2 separate regions of the Mus musculus genome follow, and region 1 is linked to region 2. A link is a contact called in public Hi-C data. All regions are on one chromosome and are shown on one strand. Each heading gives the region's core, a stretch centred on a gene start, on an enhancer-like site or on the middle of the called end of the contact. The rest is flanking DNA. Distances are from core to core; before and after follow the strand shown.

Evidence for each region. A called contact is a pair of places that touch in the nucleus more often than the background predicts.
Region 1: a contact with region 2 is called in a Hi-C map of B cells, with 5 times the contacts expected there. The contact joins two enhancer-like sites. A contact is called at or near these places in 1 of 39 promoter capture datasets (embryonic stem cells), 2 of 15 datasets of contacts at CTCF or cohesin (both in embryonic stem cells), 64 of 484 Hi-C or Micro-C datasets (B cells, the Ba/F3 cell line, the C10 cell line and 28 more), 11 of 115 datasets of contacts at active chromatin or transcription factors (the HPC-7 cell line, acute myeloid leukemia, bone marrow-derived dendritic cells and 5 more) and 2 of 9 other capture datasets (embryonic stem cells and pancreatic islet).

What each region holds. Positions count from the first base shown.
Region 1 is chr16:34,109,754-34,112,569 of GRCm38.p6, reverse strand. The region is part of intron 34 of Kalrn (kalirin, RhoGEF kinase); the gene reads left to right. Among named protein-coding and RNA genes, the nearest start is that of Gm41448, 8.9 kb to the left of the region's middle. Within about 2 kb of position 1,554, at least 39 of the 459 cell types and tissues checked have an H3K27ac peak or open chromatin away from gene starts, as enhancers often do. A contact at or near this core is called in B cells, acute myeloid leukemia, bone marrow-derived dendritic cells and 3 more, where this site is marked.
Region 2 is chr16:33,750,150-33,753,256 of GRCm38.p6, reverse strand. Heg1 (heart development protein with EGF-like domains 1) reads right to left here. Exons shown (of 15, transcript NM_175256.5): 11 at 2,763-2,805; 12 at 2,048-2,085. Among named protein-coding and RNA genes, the nearest start is that of Muc13, 43 kb to the left of the region's middle. Within about 2 kb of position 1,451, at least 146 of the 459 cell types and tissues checked have an H3K27ac peak or open chromatin away from gene starts, as enhancers often do. A contact at or near this core is called in B cells, acute myeloid leukemia, bone marrow-derived dendritic cells and 3 more, where this site is marked.

The DNA.
Region 1 (2,816 bases), core at 305-2,804, 360 kb before region 2:
GCCCTGGTCTCTCAGGATCCTCGCTGGAGTTGGGCCTTCTGAGATCTAATCTTCTCTCCACAGCTTCCTCTCACTGTCTCAGCAGCAGGTAGTTGTGGGCAACACCCCACAAAAGACAAAGACTATTGTGATTTCCAACTCCTGAAATCTGGAGGGGTTTTGTTTCGTTTTTTTAGTAACACACTCTGCCGTAGACCAAAATTCAGGCATGTGCCTCAATATTTCAAGCCCCTTGATGATTCTGATGCTCTGTGGGCTATGGGCTTAGCACCCCAAGCCATGAAAACTGTGACAGAATGCAGTGTGGCGTCCCATCGGGGTTTATCAAGACAGAGAATTTAGCAAGGAAGGGCAAAGCAGTTGGACTAACACATGGGCAAAGAGCTTGATAGATGCTTCGCCAGAGAAGACCCACAGGTACCAGTGCACTGAAGAGAGTCAGCATCTCTGCTCACCAGGGAAATGTAAATCAATGCTGTAATGGGATGCACTTAGATCTAATAAAATAGCTCTTAGTTATGGACACACCTCAGAAAATAGCAAGTGTCTGTAAAGATGTAAAAGAAGTTGTAATGTGGCTGGATGGCTGGGTGAGATATAAAATGTTACCATAGCTATGGAAAACACTGTAGGAAGTCCCAATATGTGTATGTAAATTATATATATATGTATATATATGTGTGTGTGTGTGCATATATACATGTATATGTGTATGTGTGTGTATATATGTATATGTGTGTGTGTATATATATATATAATTTATGACCCAGTAATCCCACTTCTGGAAGCATTTTGAAATCAATTGAAAGCAGAGACACAAACATATCTACACACTCATGTTCATAACATTGCTCATAGCATAGCAGCTACAGGTGCCCATGGACAAAAGAACACACAAAGTATGGCCTGCGAACAATGAACATTATTCAGCCTTAAAAAGGAGGAAAATCTGACACCAGCTTCCATCATGCACAGACCTTGGGAACATTATGCTAAGTAAAAGGACCCAGTCACGGAGACCAGTAGTCTATTATTTCACTTACATGGCTACTTTGAATAGTCAACTTTACATAGGCAAGAGGCAGCATGGTGATTTCCAGGGACAGGGAAGGAAGTGATGGGCAGTTAACTGTTCAGTGGGTGCAGTTTCAGTTTCCCTTCTGGAGCCCTTTGGTTGGCCAACACGCTGAATGCACGATTCTCCTAAGGTTAAACACCGTTTAAAGTCAACGTGCCTTATGGCATAGGGGTGTGTGCTTACAAACAATGAAGATTTAGTTAGCCCTGGATTCTTGGGCCCAGGCTGCAAAACCCCATCTAGGTCCCTCTCTACCATGATACATGGTGTGTGTGTGTGTGTGTGTGTGTGTGTGTGGTTTTTTTCTGTCCCTGGGTGCCTTCTTCCAGCTAAGTCTGGAATTCTGAAGAAGTGTCATAAAATACACTTGGGTGTTCAGGGAGCTGGAGCAAAGGGCAGCAGCCCAGGTGGCCCTGGCTGGATACAGGCAATTCTGTCTCTTGGACTTACCTGACAGTTTCCACTGTCATAACCTAGCTGACCTCAGGGACACTCACCCAGGCTGTGGGTAAATACTGCCAGTGGCCTGGGGACAGAGAACAAGGCTGTGAGAATTGACATCGCGGTGTAAATCTTCATCCACTTAAAAACAGCACCACCTTCACTTTGTTGAGTTCCTCTGGACCAGTTTTAGGGCTAAAGCTTTCATAGCAATAAATTATATTTTGCTCGTTTTATAGACTAGGTGACTTGCCCTGGCTGCTTAGCTCCCAGATGGTGCCCTCAGGGCCTGGCCTTCCCTTCGGCTCAGCATCCTCCCAAGGCTGAAGGCATCAGAATTTAGTGAGCTCTTTAACTTTAGTGGGCTTCCATCTGCGGCTCCCTGAGTTGAACAGTACTTGGATGAGGATTTAGACAGCACTGGCCCCACCACAAAGGCCACACCAGCCAGACATGGCAGCTCAGGCTGGTAACCCTGGCACTCGAGAGACAAAGGCAGGAAGATCACTGAGGCTAGCCTGGGCTAGAGAGCAGGGTCCTGCCTCCAAACGACAAAATAAAACACACTGCAGCATACGTTTCCGACTCCCCCTCTCACTTCTGACATTAAATTCTCCCCCCACCCCAAAAAAGGGAAGCAAGCAGAGATAGATTGTGTCCTGTGTGTTTGTCTGTCATGTGGGGAAGTCAGGGTAGCAGGGACCAGAGGCCACTGTTTACACTGTACCTGTGGTCCAGAAGTGAAGAAGGTATATGCTGGTACTCAGCTAGCTCTCCCTTTCTTTTGAGTGCAGGACCCAGCTCATCAAATAGCGTTGTCCACTGTTAGGGCGGTTTCCCCCCTCCATTACCTAATGTGAGATGGTCCCACAGACAGCACCAGAGGCTGGTTTTCTTGCTGATTCTACAGCCTGTCCAGCTGACATCAGTATTAACTGGGAACTTGATCTACTATGAAGTCTTGGGGCAGAACTTATCTGCCTCTGACAGGGGCCACCCTAGCCTTGAAGCTGTTGCAGTCTGCCCAACAGACAGCACATTCCACCACTGAAATCCCAGATGCCAAACCCCCAAAAGTTGAGGATCTCTCTCCTGGTCTTGTTGGTATCCAATCCAGAGAGTTAATGGTTCTGGCCTTTGCCTTAGTCCAGAGCCCCAGCAATGAAATAGTTGTCCACAGTTAGGGCAGTCTTCCCACCTCCATTAGCCTAATGTGAGATGGTCCCTCACAGACCAGGGCACCCTCTAAAGGCCTGATCTCACACACACACACACACACACACACACACACTTTTTG
Region 2 (3,107 bases), core at 202-2,701:
CTAGCAAGGTGGCACAAAACATACCTCAGGTGCTTCTGTCACCAATGGGGAGAGATTCAGGTGTCCCCCCCAACTTCATAACCGATGCCCAGGGCTGGGCCCAGACCTCAGATAAGGAGGCCACTGGCAAATGTGTCTCAGTGTGTCCTGCTCATGCTATCACGTCATAACATTTTTATTAGTCACCATAAAATGTTTCATAATACTAACTTGATGTTGCTCCAAGTCACCCCAGTGTAACGACAAACTGCCAGCTTCATTCCTGAAGTGGGCTGGGGCCAACTGCCGTCCAGGAGGGGGCTGCCCTCTGCTAGACATAATGATGGTCACTTGGATAAATGGGGAGGGAAAAGTGGCCGCAGGGACCTGAGAGAAATCCTGGTTATAGACCCTACAAACAATGGGGTTGATTTTAACCACAAGAGCTTACAAAATAAATGGTGACTGTTCATAGCAAAAACAAAAACAAAAACAAAAACAAAAACAAAAAACAACAAAACAATAAACATCAATTGCACACAACCCAGGAAGTGAATTCATGCATGAATTTCACTTTCTAGAAAGATAACTATTCCCTTGAACACAAATGTAGAAAGCCCTCAGGAGGCGGAGGCAGAGGCAGAGGCAGGGGAATCTCTAAGAATTCAAGGCTAGCCTTGTCATAGTGGGTTTCAGGCTAGCCAATGCTACATAGAAAAACTTTTTCAAAAAAAAAAAAAAAAAAAGGAAAGAAAGAAAGAAGAAAAGAAAGGAAGGAAGGAAGGATAGAAAAAAAAAGAACAAAGGTAGGTATCCTGAAGACATAAAAAGTGGGACATACAAGTAGGGAATAGTAATGGGGGAGGTCAGACAATACACAACACACAGGAAATAAAATTGTGCCTACTTCCAACTTTAGATAGTTACCATTCGAACATTTACCTGTATGAGACAAAGCCATCCTAAAACTGTCTTGATTCCTATTATTCATACTAGGCTCTCCTATATCCTGTATCACAAATTTTATTTCATAACTTTGTTTTTTGTTTTTTTGTTTTTTTGAGAAAGGGTTTCTCTGTGTAGCCCTGGCTGTCCTGGAACTCACTTTGTAGACCAGGCTGGCCTCGAACTCAGAAATTCGCCTGCCTCTGCCTCCCGAGTGCTGGAATTAAAGTTATACACCACCACGCCCGGTTTATTTCATAATTTTGAAGGTAATTTCCACCTCAAAAGCATCTGAAGACGAAAAAAATACCCATGCAAGCAAATCTACCCTGCCTCAAACCGCTCCTCAGAGAGAAGAGGAGCCTGAGACAGCATGCTTGCTGCATTATCAGCATGCTTGACAGGGCTTGGACCGCGCATGCTCCCCTTCACGGAGTAAGTCTGCCTCACAGCACATGTCCCAGGCTGGTCCTTGTGCCCAGCGGGCACTGCACCGGAAGTCTCCTGACTCTGCGGTACAGGCGCACTTGCTCGCTGCAGTCATGCAATTCCCCTGTGCTATGACGGATAGCTCCGGTAGCAGTCACCCACTGCAGCCTCAGTACCGCCCCTGCCCAACGGCTCTCTTCCTGGGCATCCTGCAAACCCAATGCTGTGCTTCCTGTCCCCCCCCCCCACCACCCCAATTTGGACACACCCACATGTAAAGTGTTCCCCAAACACCATGTGATTGCCCCAAGACTCTAAATGAGGAACGTTCTTCTTACTCTCGTCCCACCCATGTATCTGTTCAGTCTTTTTTAACCTCCCTCCAATTCCACGACTTCCGGGAAACATTCACGAGAGTCTTGCATTATCCTTTAGGTGTGGGCTCTGCTCTGTGGCTCCTACCCCCCGCGTGACTTGCTGTGTTCGCGGCACAGGCAGAGCTGTGCAGGGGTCTTTATTTCTTCCCCTACCCCTCGAGCTTGGGAAAGCACCACACAAGGCTTACTCTCTGTTTGTTTGTTTTCCCACACACTTAGCACAGACGTTAAGCGCACAGTGGAGAGGGGAGGAGCCTGCCTGCCAGCAAACCTGGCCGGCCACACCCAGTCACAATTCTCTCCTTTGGGACACTTACGGTTTCCACAGTTGAGTCCACCGAGGCCAAATGGGCAACTGTAAATCAAGAGAGAGACAAGAGAAGACTCAGTCTCAAATCACAACAAAATCTGTAAGGAGGCAACGTATGTGAGAAATTTCTTTAGTTAGGATGGGTTCATTAGGATAGTCTGTCTTTTATTCTTTTTCTTTTTCTGGAGGGGGAGGGAGGCATTTTTCAAAACAGGGTTTCTTTGTGTTTTCAAAATAGGGCCTCTCTGTAGACTGGGCCGGCCTGGAATTCAGAGGTCCACCTGCCTCTGCCTTCTGGGTGCTGGGATTAAAGATGTATGCCAACACTGCTGGGAAGTTTTTTGTTTTGTTTTAAATAAGCATACTTCATTCTATATCACTGATTATTGATAAGCTATTTGTTACAGGTTAAACATTCCTGAAGACTCCCACATCTGGAATATCGTCAAACCCTAAATCTTTTTTTAAAAAAAGTTTATTTATTTATTTAATGTCTATGAATACACCATTGCTCTCTTCAAACACACCAGAAGAGAGCATCAGACCCCATTACAGATGGTTGTAAGCCACCATGTGGTTTCTGGAAACTGAACTCAGGACCTCTGGCAGAGCAGTCAATGCCCTTAACCACTAAGCCATCTCTCCAGCCCCAGTCTTTTGTTTTTTGTTTTTTAAAAGACATTTGTAACAACTTCATCAGGAAAAGGGAATAGGGAGCCTACCTCATACAGGTTTCATTTTCAAGCCTATATCCATCTTCACATGCTGAAAGAGAAAAGGGAAAATCCATGAGGGTTAATGTGACCAAAAATCACAGTTAAACATCAGCCAAAAGTCCACAAGACTATTCTAGAAGCAGAGAATTTTTAAATTATCTATATTCTGATCTGAACATTTTTGATCAAGAAACATTTTTGACCTTATTGTGCCTCAGTTTCCCATCAATAAAAAGAGAATAATGAGAAAACAGTAACATCAGTGGTTTCTTGAAGAGGTGATAAAAAAATAAGGCACAAAAGTGGCTCCCATGGTCTGGCATCTAGCAATCACTAGGCAAATGTCTCCCT